Regions from separate parts of the Oryctolagus cuniculus genome. Here region 2 is linked to region 1. The links are chromatin contacts, called in public Micro-C maps. All regions are on one chromosome and are shown on one strand. The core of a region is the stretch at or near the end of the contact, and the rest is flanking DNA. Distances in the headings are between cores, read along the strand shown.

The links. A called contact is a pair of places that touch in the nucleus more often than the background predicts.
Region 2: a contact with region 1 is called in a Micro-C map of ear pinna, with 6 times the contacts expected there. The contact joins the promoter of SUPV3L1 here to the promoter of KIFBP in region 1. A contact is called at or near these places in 2 of 6 Hi-C or Micro-C datasets (ear pinna and skin fibroblasts).

Annotation. Positions count from the first base shown.
Region 1 is chr15:60,772,705-60,779,794 of mOryCun1.1, forward strand. KIFBP (kinesin family binding protein) reads left to right here and starts at 4,149. Exons shown (of 7, transcript XM_008270032.4): 1 at 4,149-4,670. The coding sequence starts at 4,245.
Region 2 is chr15:60,977,737-60,984,014 of mOryCun1.1, forward strand. SUPV3L1 (Suv3 like RNA helicase) reads left to right here and starts at 2,715. Exons shown (of 15, transcript XM_002718445.5): 1 at 2,715-3,082. The coding sequence starts at 2,809. LOC127484130 (a long non-coding RNA gene) reads right to left here and starts at 2,428. Exons shown (of 3, transcript XR_007910892.2): 1 at 2,356-2,428.

The sequences.
Region 1 (7,090 bases), core at 2,899-5,398:
GCGGCACCAGCACACCGGGTTCTAGTCCCGGTCGGGGCACCGGATTCTGTCCCGGTTGCCCCTATTCCAGGCCAGCTCTCTGCTGTGGCCAGGGAGTGCAGTGGAGGATGGCCCAAGTCATTGGGCCCTGCACCCCATGGGAGACTAGGAGAAGTACCTGGCTCCTGCCATTGGATCAGTGTGGTGCGCCGGCCGTGGCGGCCACTGGAGGGTGAACCAATGGCAAAGGAAGACCTTTCTGTCTCTCACTGTCCACTCTGCCTGTCCAAAAAATAAATAAATAAATAAATAAAATGAGTCTTAAAGAGTGGTACAGTAAAATACTTTGAAGTAATTTAATTTATAAAATATTATTTGAAAGGCAGAATGACAGGAAGACAGCTTCCATCTGCAGGTTCACTCCTCAAATGGCTGCAACAGGGCCAGCGCCGCGGCTCACTAGGCTAATCCTCTGCCTGCAGCACCAGCACCCCGGGTTCTAGTCCTGGTTGGGGCGCCAGATTCTGTCCCGGTCGCTCCTCTTCCAGTCCAGCTCTCTGCTGTGGCCCGGGAAGGCAGTGGAGAATGGCCTAAGTCCTTGGGCCCTGCACCTGCATGGGAGACCAGGAGGAAGCACCTGGCTCCTGGCTTCGGATCAGTGCGATGCGCTGGCCGTATCGGCCATTTGGAGGGTGAACCAACAGAAGGAAGACCTTTCTCTCTCTCACTAACTCTGCCTGTCAAAAAAAAAAAAAAAAAAAAAAAAAAAAAAAAAAAAAAAAGGCTGCAACAGCCAAGAGCTAGGCCAGGCTGAAACCACAATCCAGGAAATCCATCTAGGTCTCCCTCTTGGAGACTTGGGTGGCAGGGGCCCAAGTACTTGGGCAGTCATCAGCCTCCCTGATGGGTTAGCAGGAAGCTGGCTCAGAAGCAGAGTTGTTGGGACCCAAGCAGGCGCTCCAGTGTGGGGTGCAGGCACCCCAGTGGCAGCATCCTAAAGGCACATCCCTGAAGTGATTTTGAATGTAATGTTGTAAAAAATAGAATGTTTTCCCTTAGCAGAGCAGGGGTTTTTGTTACTAGCTACTGAATTCCTAGTGCTTACAACAGTGCCTGTCAAATCATAGACACTACATACTGAATAAGCGAACAAATCACTCAGTACTGTCGGACATGGAGTGGCAGGAGGCCAGACTGGCAGCAAGAGTGCCTCTTAGTAGTAATCAGATGATGGTGGCTTAAATTAGAGATGAAAAGACAGAGACGAGGAAAGAGCTGTTTAGGAGGAGGTGGGATGAGCAGTATTTTTACACTTTAAAAGAGAACAGTACAAAACCAGCCTGGTGGATGATATCAAAGGCAAATGTGGCACATACGGTGTGGGAGAGAAGGGGTGTATGAGAAGGAGGAAAGTAATGAATTCTGATTTGATCATAGAATTGACCCTCCGTATCCTTGGGTTCCCAATCTGTATATTGAACCAACTGGATTTAAAATATTTGGGAAAAAAAGTATAATAGAGGCTGGCACCGTGACTCACTTGGTTAATCCTCTGCCTGCGGCGCTGGCATCCCATTTGAACACCAGATTCTAGTCCCGGTTGTTCCTCTCCCAGTCCAGCTCTCTGCTGTGGCCTGGGAAAGCAGTGGAGGGTGGTCCAAGTGCTCGGGCCCCTGCACCTGCATGGGAGACCAGGAAGAAGCTCCTGGCTCCTGGCTTCTAATTGGTGCGGTTCTGGCCGTAGCAGCCATTTGGGGAGTGAACCAATGGAAGGAAGACTTTTCTTTCTGTCTAACTCATTGTCTGTAACTCTACCTGTCAAATAAATAAAAATCTTTATTAAAAAAGTATAATAAGCAATTCAAACTTTCTTTATATGTTTTAGGTATTAAAAATGATCTAGGGGGGCCGGCGCTGTGGCGCAGCGGGTTAACGCCCTGGCCTGAAGCGCCAGCATCCCATATGGGCGCCGGTTCAAGACCCAGCTGCTTCTCTTCTGATCTAGCTCTCTGCTATGGCCTGGGAAAGCAGTAGATGATGGCCCAAGTCCTTGGGCCCCTGCACCTGCGTGGGATATCAGGAAGAAGCTCCTGGCTCCTGGTTTCGGATCAGCGTAGCTCTGGCCATTGCAGCCAATTGGAGAGTGAACCATCAAATGAAAGACCTCTCGCTCTGTCTCTACCTCTCTCTCTAACTCTGTCTTTCAAATAAATAAAACAAATCTTTAAAATAAAAATGATCTAGAGATGGCTTAAAGGAAGGGGTGGGGAGCTTATATGCAAACAACAGGCCATTTTACATAAAGAACTAGAGCATCCAGTGATTTTGATGTCTCTTGGGGTCCTGAAGCCAATCCCTGCAGGTACTGAGGGATTATTAATGTGCAGAAGCAGGTGAAACATTCAGGTGTGATTGTTCCAGATCCCGTGGAGATCAGTGATACCAGTGATACTTCAGTATGAGAAAACTGAAGCTTAGAAGAGCTAACATGGATCTAAGATTCAAACTTTCATGTGTCTGGGAGTTTCCTAAATTGGTACGTTTGTTGTTTTTTTTTAAGATTTATTTTATTTATTTGAAAGATAGAGTTACAGAGAGAGGTAGAGACAGAGAGAGAGGTCTTCCATCCGATGGTTCACTCCCGAGATGGCCGCAACAGCCGGAGCTGCACCGACCTGAAGCCAGGAGCCAGGAGCTTCTTCCAGGTCTCCCACGTAGGTATAGGGGCCCAAGGACTTGGGCCATTTTCTACTGCTATCCCAGGACATAGCAGAGAGCTGGATTGGAAGTGGAGCAGCCGGGACTAGAACCGGTGCCCATATGGGATGCTGGTGCTTCAGGCCAGGGCATTAACCCACTGCACCACAGCGCCAGCCCCAAATTGGTACGTTTTTAAAAATACCTATCTCGCCGGTGCCGCGGCTCACTAGGCTAATCCTCCGCCTTGCGGCGCCAGCACACCGGGTTCTAGTCCCGGTCGTGGCACCAGATTCTGTCCCGGTTGCCCCTTTTCCAGGCCAGCTCTCTGCTGTGGCCAGGGAGTGCAGTGGAGGATGGCCCAAGTGCTTGGACCCTGCACCCCAAGGGAGACCAGGAGAAACACCTGGCTCCTGCCTTCGGATCAGCGCGGTGCACCGGTCGCAGCGGCCATTGGAGGGTGCACCAACGGCAAAACGAAGACCTTTCTCTCTGTTTCTCTCTCTCACTGTCCACTCTGCCTGTCAAATAAATAAATAAATAAATAAAATAAAAATAATTAAAAAAATAAAAATACCTATCTCAAGGCACTTCATGTGGCTAGAGCTTGGTAAAAGTCTCCCTTTCCCACTTGGTTACTTCAGTGGTAACCGGTCTTCCAGCCTGTTACCTCGGGCAGTTCACCTCTGTATTCCAGGCTCAGTGAAATAGGTACCTACCGGTGAGTGCTCCTATCCATAACTTTCCATCAAGAATTCATGTCCTAGTAAGCGATCCCTGTTAGAGAGCAGAGCCTTTTCCAAAGAAACTTAACCAGCGATGGGTGGGGTATACCTTAATCTCAAAGGTCGGTTGCCTTCCAGTTTACATCCATTAGCTATTTTCCTTCTTTTTTAAAATTTTTTTTATTTATTTTTTATTTGAAAGGCAGAGTTACAGAGAGAGCAAGAGACTGACAAATCTTCCATCGGCTTGGTTCATTCTCCAAATGGCTGCAATGGCCAGGGCTGGTCCAGGAGGGAGCTAGGAGCTTCATCCAGGTCTCCCACTCGTGGAGGCAGCTTCTTCCACTGCTTTTCCAGGCACATTAGGAGGGAGCTTGACTGAAGTGGAGCAGCCGGGACTCGAACCGGTGATCATACAGGATGCCGGGGGTACAGGCGGGGGCCTAACCCGCTACGCTACAATGCCGGCCCTGATATTTTTGTAAACTATATTCCAAAACGTTTCGGTAAAGTAAGCGGATATTAAACATTTTAATATGCACTATACATACACACACTTCACAGGGTGAACTAACAGGAGACGACACCACGACGTAGTGGGGCGGGGCTGGAGGCGGGGACACCCTCGGGGACCTATTTTCTAGACAGCAGTTGCCATGGCGACCACCTCGCCTTCCCATTGGTCACTGCCGAACCTATTGCGGTTCCCCAAGCGGACTTTAATTGGCTGCCGATCTGCCGCAGCCCGACCTGTCGAGAGCCGTAAGTGAAGTGTCGCAAAGCAGAAGGAAGGCGGGAGTCCCGACTGCAAACACTGAGAAAGCCCCGGCTGTAGGGGCCGCTATGGCGAGTGCGCAGTGGGCCGAGGTCCGAGAGAAATTCCAGGCGGCGCTGGCCCTGTCGCGAGTGGAACTGCATAAAAACCCGGAGAAGGAACCGTACAAGTCCAAATACAGCGCCAGAGCGCTGCTGGAAGAGGTCAAGGCGCTGCTCGGCCCCGCGCCCGACGACGAGGATGAGCGGCTGCAGGCCGACGAGGGCTTGGGCGCTGGGGACCACGCCCTGGGGCTGCCCACGGAGGTGGTGGAGGCCGAAGGGCCCGTCGCCCAGCGGGCGGTCAGGCTGGCGGTTATAGAGTTCCACCTCGGGGTGAACCACATCGACACCGAGGAGCTGTCGGCGGGCGAGGAGCACCTGGTGAAATGCCTGCGGCTGCTGCGCAGGTACCGGCTCTCGCACGGCTGCATCTCCCTCTACATCCAGGCGCAGGTGAGAGCGAGCCCGGCCGGCCGCCGTGCAGCCCCCAGAGCCGGCCCCGGGCCGTGCGAGGCGAGGGCGTGGAGAGGAGCCCCCGCTCCGGGCCGTGTTAGATATGGCACGACTTCTGCTCGTGTGTTTGAAGCGGTGGGAAAGGCCAGCCTTAGGACTTGGAGCCGTGTAACCGCATCCCCCTGCGCTGGCTTCCATACTCCCTCTCCATGCCTCGCTTGCCCACGGGCAGCACGCTGGTTTCCGGGGCCCTCCTGCGTGTCATGTGCCCGCCGGCTCTCCGCTGTCCAGAGACTGGTCATTCTGTTAAAATCCAGACTAATGTAAATCTTAACTTAAGGTGTCGTGGAAATGACAGTGACCGTAAAACATTAATAATTCAAAACAAAATGTCTGAAGTCTTCAGTTTCCGTTGCTACATTGGTTCGCCCCCCCGGGGGATTCCTGCCCATTCAAAACCATCCCAAGAATCACCTCATTTCAGTAACTTTCTTTGGATCATTTTGGTTCAGACTGATCTCTTTACCACCTTTGAATACTTACAATATTCCCGTTTTTATGGTGCTTGATAAGAAATAAACCAACATTCTGCATTGGGAACAAAACTCTTGAAAATACAAGGATGCATGAGCTTCCTGTGTGTGCCAGGATGTTTGCTTACTCTCACAGCCAGTAGTTCCAGGACCCAGTGTAGGTGATTGAGGGAATATTACCAAAGTGGATTTGATGGCAAGTAGGTCTCAAAGACAAACCTCAAAATTAAGAGACAACTCATACTGGATCATATTCTTTTGTCATGGTCCAGCAATTTGAAAGCCACACAGTAACAGAGACTACCTTTTCTTAAACTCACCCCAGTAGGTGGCACATAGTGTGCAGATTCTAAATATCTCTTGAGTGGATGAGGAACTATTGAAATTTGTAATATGTTAAATTCAAACTAAACTTCAGTTATCTGAAGTTTTCCTTAACCATATAACCTCAGATTTTTTTTTTTTTTTTTTTTTTTTTTTGGACAGGCAGAGTGGACCGTGAGAGAGAGAGAGAGAGAGAAAGGTCTTCCTTTTGCTGTTGGTTCACCCTCCAATGGCCACCGTGGCCAGCCTGCTGTGGCTGGCGCACCGCGCTGATCCGATGGCCGGAGCTAGGTGCTTCTCCTGGTCTCCCATGGGATGCAGGGCCCAAGGACTTGGGCCATCCTGCACTGCGCTCCCTGGCCACAGCAGAGAGCTGGCCTGGAAGAGGGGCAACCGGGACAGAATCCGGTGCCCTGACCGGGACTAGAACCTGGGGTGCCGGCGCCGCAAGGCGGAGGATTAGCCTAGTGAGCTGTGGCGCCGGCCATAACCTCAGATCTTAATGAGTACTTTAAAAATTATTTAAGGAGTGGTTGTTGTGGCGCAGCGGGTTACACCACTGCTTGCAGTGCCAGCATACTTGATTGAGGCATGGAGCCCTGATGTGGAGTCCTGGCTGCTCCACTTCCAATCCAGCTCCCTGCTAATGTGCTCCCTGGGAGACAGCAGGTATTCCTGCGTCAACATGGGGGACCCAGATGGGGCTCCTGGATCCTGGCTTTGGCCTAGCTCAGCCCTAGCTGTTGCAGCCATTTAGGGAGTGAACCAGTGATGAAAGATCTCTTTCTCTATTGTTATTCCATCTCTGTCACTTGGCCTTTCAAATAAATTAAATAAATCTTAAAAAATCTGTTAAAGGCCGATGCCGCTGTGGATCACTTGGTTAATCCTCCGCCTGCGGCACTGGCATCCCATATGGGCGCTGGTTCTAGTCCCGGCTGCTCCTCTTCCAGTCCAGCTCTCTGCTGTGGCCTGGGAGGGCAGTGGAGGATGGCCCAAATGCTTGGGCCCTGCACCCTCATGGGAGACCAGGAAGAAGCACCTGGCTCCTGGCTTCAGATCGGCGCAGCTCCAGTTGTGGCAGTCATTTGAGGAGTGAACCAACGGAAGGAAGACCTTGCTCTCTCTCTCTCTCTCTCTCACTGTCTGTAACTCTACCTGTCAAATAAAAAAAAATCTGTTAAAAAGAATAAGTAAATAATGTTGAACAGAGAACTGCCCAATCTCATTATATTATCAGTATGACCTACAGTGCTAACTACTGAGGACAGATCAAGTCACTTTTTCATAAAATTATTGAGTTGATATATTTTATGTTTCTGTGGAATGACCAAGTCACTTTTTTTTTTCTTAAGGATTTATTTTGTTTATTTGAAAGACAGGCTTACAGAGAGGCAGAGAGAGGGGAGGGAGTCTTCCAAACGCTGGTTCACTCCCCCAGATGGCTGCATGACAAGAGCTGTGCCAATCTGGAGCCAGGAGCTGCTTCTGCTGCAGACTGAGGCTTTAACCTGCTGCACCTCAGTGTCGGGGGGCCCCCCCAAGTCACTTTTAAACTGTAAG
Region 2 (6,278 bases), core at 1,465-3,964, 200 kb after region 1:
CACTCTGCCTGTCAAAAAAAAAAAAAAAAGGTTATCTGAACATGACTGGACAGAGAGGGTTCCGTCTTCACAGTTGCTGTGCAAATCTAAAACCAACAGGAAGCAACAACTGGTAAACCCTGGTGCTTTGGGCAGACGTCTGAGTGCTTACTTACATGCAACACTGAAATAACAAGGCTGCACAGACGGATCAGCAGAGACAACGCACCGCAAAGCTCTCCCCGGACCTCAGCGTTCCCTCGGCTCTACCCGAGTGTGTTTTACACAAGCCCAGGGCCCAGGGGGAACTCAATCCACATTGTGGCTTACACGAAAGCTCACTAGAGTTTCGTGTTTCACCCGTCTCTGCTTGCAGACTCACAGTATGATCCGCCCCATTAAAAACACGCTGGCAATCAAACCGACTTCCCGGACAGCAAAAATGTGCCTTTGCCATTGGCACGACAGGAACCAAAGGCTAGCTGGGAGGGATGTAACTGAAAGTCTCACGGCGTCTGCAAACCCAACCTCGGGGTTCTGGGTGGCAGCCTTTACCGCAGCGCCTGGGGTCAAATCCTGGCTCCAGCCCGCGAGACAGCAGGTGCCGGCTCCAGGGCCGGGGACCGAGCTCCGGGGTTCCCGCTGGACCCGGCCGGTGGGCCTCTGGGGAGCGAACCAGCAGATGGACAACCATCTCTGTGTCTGCCCGCCCCCCCCCCCCCCCCCCCCCCCGTCACTCAGCCTTCCGAAACGCCCACAAGCCTCTCCCGGAGCACTCGCGGCCCGCTCAGCCGGCCAGGTGGAGTCTCTGCCCGGCCTCAGCTCCGCGGCTTCCTTTAGCCCCAAGTTCCTGGCTTCCCGAGGCACTGACTTTCCCGCAGCCGGCGCGGCCCAGGCGGGCGACCCCCGCTGAGGTGGGCTGGGACCCCTACAGAGGACACGCGGACAGCAGCAACACTGGCGTCTCCCTGAACTGGTCCTGAGAAGGAAGCTCCCTGCCCCGCCGTGGCCTCAGACTCCAGCTGTCGCCAGGCTGCGGCGCCTCCCCAGTGTTACTCCCGGTCCCCCCAGGGGAGACCACCGCGCACAGAACTGCCCTTCAGCCCAGACAGGGTGTACGCCCCCTGGTGGCCGGGGTTCGCAGCGCAGGAGCTCCGTGTGCTCTCTGCACAGTGGCCGGGCGCCCCCTGGCGGCAGTCCCAGTGATCCTGAAACTCACTCCTCTGTCCCAAGCCAACTGGAAGACAAAACAGAAGCCAACAATTTGTGTCTTGATCAAAGTGGATGCTAATGCGCCTGGGAAAGCAGCAAAGGATGGCCCAAGTGCCTGGGTCCCTGCCACCCCCTTGGGAGACTGGGATGAGACTCCAGGCTCCTGACTTCAAGGTGGCAGGGGGCCAAAGACTTGAACCACCATCTGCTGTCTCCCAAGGTGCCATTAGCAGGAACCTGGAATTGGTGACAGCCAGAACTCAAACTCGGGAACTCTCATGGGGGATGCCGGCATCGCAAAGCTTGTATGTATGTGTGCATATGCATGTATATATGTATGCATGCATGTATGTAATGCGGGAGGGAGATGAGGGGCACATTTTCTATCGTATTTGGTCACTCACTAAACTGTGCAGACTCCTTTACTAGGTCTCTCCATTTCACTGAGTCGCTGCCGTCTTCAGACACACTAACCCGCCACCGCAGCTACAACTACCCCTTGTTTTCTTACGTGTTTTTGTTTCTTCCAGCCTGTCCCAGGTTTTCTCAACGACTTAACGGCTCTCTGTAAGCCACAAACAAGTCCTGCCTTAACTATGTTTGAGGTTTTTAAGTCTATCTTTTCCACAGCGAAGCCTCTGCCTGTCAGAAATCTTACAGTTCTGAAATTGCTCCTTTCTTTAATTAGCCCATTAGAGTAATATTTGCGTTACTCAACGTGTATTTTTGCTATCACCAACACTAGGTCAAAAACAGTTAAGGACGGTTTTCCTTGCAATGCTGGCGTTCAAAAGGTGCTTTGTAGGTTAAAGGCATGTAACAGTCTGTTCCTGGGATCCTGCTTGACACACATTAACACGCACGCGCTGCAACCCTGTTTAGAAATTAGGATGTTGCAGCTTCGTACAAGGACACAGTAGCCAGTCAATGTAACTGAACCTAAACCTTGGCCAAGTGCACGTTTTCGCCACGTTGTTGCCTCATAGCTGCTGGGATGCTGTACACAAACCGCGCGCGTGGAAGCAGTGTACATGCGCATTATGCCAAAGACGGCTTAATGTAGTACAACAGAATTCCTCAGCAACCCCTCCCAGATGCAGACCAAGGTACTCGGTAAGGAACTGCAGGAACGCGCTCCGGCGTTCCACTCCCGCAGCTCCCTACCTCGGTACCCGCAGCTACTGCGGCCAGTGCACAGCCTGCACTGATAACCCCGCGGCCACGTGCTGCTGGCCACGTGCTCTTGGGACGGGCCAGTTTGCGTCACGTGACACAGCAGGCAGGGCCCCGCCCCGCCCCCGCTCTCAGCTGTGACATCCCCAAAGATGCCTGATTACTTTCCCTGACTACCTTTGCCAGAAAGCTGATCCAACCACAGATGAAAGCAGATAGAGAAATCAGAACGAGGATTTCTCTCTTGAGTTTGCCTGATCGGTTGCTCCGTCACGGCTAGAGCAGTTTTACAGCGCTACCTTCCCCTGATTGATCAGGCGTTTACCTGGGCAGCTCTCCCTGCTCGGCCTGGGTCTTTCGTGCCTGCAGGCGCCGGTGGTTTGCGTCACTGTCCGCCGCCGTGCCTCGGGGCTGCTCCGGGCTCCTTTAGAGCCTGCGGTCTCCATGTCCTTCTCCCGGTGTGCCCTCTTGTGGGCTCGGCTCCCGGCGGGGCGCCCGGCTGGGCAGCGGGCAGCCGCCTGCTCTGCCCTTCGCGCCCACGGCGGGCCCTTTCCCGGGGCTCTGGGGTGCGTTCCTGCCGCTGCCGCCGCTTCCTCTAATGCATCCGGTGGCTCCAAAATCCCGAACACGTCCTTGTTCGTGCCCCTGACTGTGAAACCTCAGGGCCCCAGCGCCGATGGCGATGTCGGGGCCGAGCTCACGCGGCCTCTGGACAAGAGTGAGTGCGGGAACTGGCGGGGGGCGGCAGGAGGGAGGTGTACCTGGCCGGGAGGGAGCCAGATCCCTTCCCTGGCGACCCGAGCGTTGTCATGGCGCCCATCAGTGTCTGCCTCCCTCGCCGGCTGCTGAGGCCCTCGCTGCGTACTCCCCAGGGTTTTGCCCCAGAAGTGGCCTTTTCGCTCTCGCTGCTCTCCTCTGAGTGGGTTTGGGACGATGCAGCTGCTTCTGAACCGTCAGGTGCACGACCAGCATCTTTCTGCGTTCCTCCCGCCCCCCACCCCGAGACGGGGCGAGGGAACGAGGCCGTGAGAAGCCTTGGTTGACCGTTGTCGTGGACGGGCGCTCACACTGCCGAGCTGTTCGGGGAGGGAAGGTTTGCCGAGAGGAGCCAGCCTCACGGTCTCGGGGACGTGCGTGGTCAGCCGTGATACAAGGTCATGATGCGGGCGTCCCCGCCGAGGGTGGGAGGGGCCCTGAGCGTTCCAGGCCCCACGGAGGGAGGGACAGCTTCGCGTCAGCGAGTGACAGTGGATTTTGTCCGCAAAACTGCGTTGGATCGGTTTGACAGGGAGTTCTGGGGGGAGTTTGGGATGCTGTGGCTGAGCTTTAAAATTGTTCCCTTGTCCTTTGTAATTGAGACCCGTGATTGTGCATGTCGGTGGGTCGAGTGTGATAATTGGTTAGAGAGCCAGGGAGTGTGCTCTAGCAGGTGCCGTTCTGGAAGGCTGAGGGCGTGCTTGGTCCGATGAGGTACTTGGTGTCCGGGAACTGTCCTGTTAACAACCTTTCAGTTCAGTTTTATTTATTTGAAAGAGAGGGAGAGAGAGAGAATCCTCCTTCCACCTGTTCATTCCCCAGATGTTCAGAGCACCCAGGACTGGGCCAGGCCAAACCAGGAGCTGGGAACAGAATCCACGTCCCTTACACGCATGGCAGGGACCCAAGTACTTGAGCTGCATTTGCCTCCCCTCCTAGGGTGCCCGTTAGCAGGAAGCTGGGAACAGGAGAAGAGCTGTTTCGGAGGAAGTTAGAGATGAGCCCGTGTGGGTGAGAGGGGCCGAAGGAAGACGGCACCTGCTCAGAAAGGAAAGCATCGGAGCGGCCTCAGCGAGCAGGCTCGGAAGAGCCCCAGGATTTTATACCGCAGAATCCTGCCCATACCTGCATAACTTGACAGGTGGTCCCAGCCTTCCCCCACGGAAGGACCCCAGGGGAATCCTGTCCTCCCACCACCAAATGAGCTACCCAGCCGTATAACATCGGTTAACGAAAACTTGGGAGGAATTTCATCCGTTGCACACCCAGCAGACCCTTTGTCCAGGAGCAGACGGAGAGGGGATGGGAGGATGGCAGGAGGAACTGGACCCCGTTCCCTTGCAACCCCTGAGTGCAGACTGCGCTCCCCGCCCTTTCCTGAGGTGCCTGCCTAGCGAGCCAGTGCATTCTCTTCAGCAGACTCTGTGACGCTGCTTCCCCGGTCTGATGACTGGGCACTGTCTCTGCCCCGTTCCACCTTGCTATCCCACTTCCCACTGCTCTCACATCTGAATTCTTGGCGAGAAGACAAGAACCGTAATTTTACCCATCTGTGCAAACAGTGCCAGGATGGAACCCAGGCACTCTGAGATGGGACAGAGGTGTCCCAAGTGCTGTGCTGGACACCTGCTCCATTTCCACAAACTTTTTGAAGGCCCCTGGAAGGCAGCAATTTCAAAATCTTTTGCACCTGAATGAACTTTTATTTATTTGAAGGGCAAAGTTGACTGAGATAGAGATGTTCCATCTGCTGGTTTATTCCGCAAATGACCTGGGATAGAGGGAGGGTGGGGGAGAGAGACATCTTCTATCTTCCATCCGCTGGTTCACTCTCCAAATGACTGGAGCTGGGCCAGTCCTAAGGCAGGAGCCAGGAGCTTCCTCAGGTTCTCCCCTGTGGGTGCAGGGGCCCAAGGACTTAGGCCATCTTCTACTGGGTTCCCAGGCCACAGCAGAGAGCTGGATCGTAAGTGGAGCAGCCAGGACTCAAATTGGTATTCATATGGAATGCCGGCACTGTAGGTTAAAAAGAGTTTATTCACTTTTTTTTATTTGAAAGGGTGACAAAGGGAGAGACAGATCTTCCACATGCTGTTTCATTCCCTAAATGCTTGTGACAGCTAGTTCTGGGCCAGGCTGGAGCCAAGAGCTCCATCCAGGGCTCTCATGTGGGTGGCAGGGGACTCAGTACTTGAACCATCATCTGCTGCCTCCTGGACCATTAGTAGGAAGGTGTGCTGGAAGCAGAGGCAGAGATGGGATTTGATCCCAGGCATTCCCATGTGGGACACGGGTGTCCCAAGGGGTGCCTTAAACTGCTGCACCACAACGCCTGCCCTTTACGAACTTTTTAAAATACCCTTGTGTGTTGTGTGGTATGTGACTTGTTCTTCCAAGCAAGATCTTCCACTTTACTTGCGTTTGGGGACTGTATTATTTTATATTATATTTTTGCTTATTTTAGATTGTGATAAGAACATATAACGTAAAACTTAGCATCTTAGTCGAGTATATTCTCGCTGTTGTAGAATAGATGTTGAACTTTTTTTCATATTGAATCAAACAATAAAACAATAATTTGTCCATTAAACAGTTCCCCGTTTGTCTTATTGTACAGCACAAGTAATTGTGTGAGACAATCTGGTGTATTTATTGTATTCAAATATACACAATTTACCTGAAAACGTCAGTGTCTTTGATGCTTCCACTATGTGGATGGAGTGAAGAAGACGCTGGTTTGTCAGGACCAGGGTTCCTCCTGCTGGGAACCCTTAGGTGCACCTCACTGGGTCGCCGTATGCTGGGCCACTCTTCCTCTCCTGTGTGCAGAGGTGGAATTCACGAGGGTGATTTTTCAGCATTGAGAGGGACCGCAGAGGACAGTGAACTACCACAGCCTTATTCAGCGAGTGGTTAGTGGATCGGATTTCCACATAGAGATAAATCCGCTTCTTGCCTGGAAAGTTGGCTCACAGCTTTGCTGCGTCAGTCTTCCTGTCTTCTTGTACACTCTCTAGGGTGCTCCCTGGCTCTGCCTCTCCTGTAAGGTTCATAGTCCTCCCACTCCTGCTCCTGCTTTTCCCAGGCCATTAGCAGGGAGCTGGATTGGAAGTGGAGCAGCCGGGACTTGAACTGGTACCCATGTGGGATGCTGACTT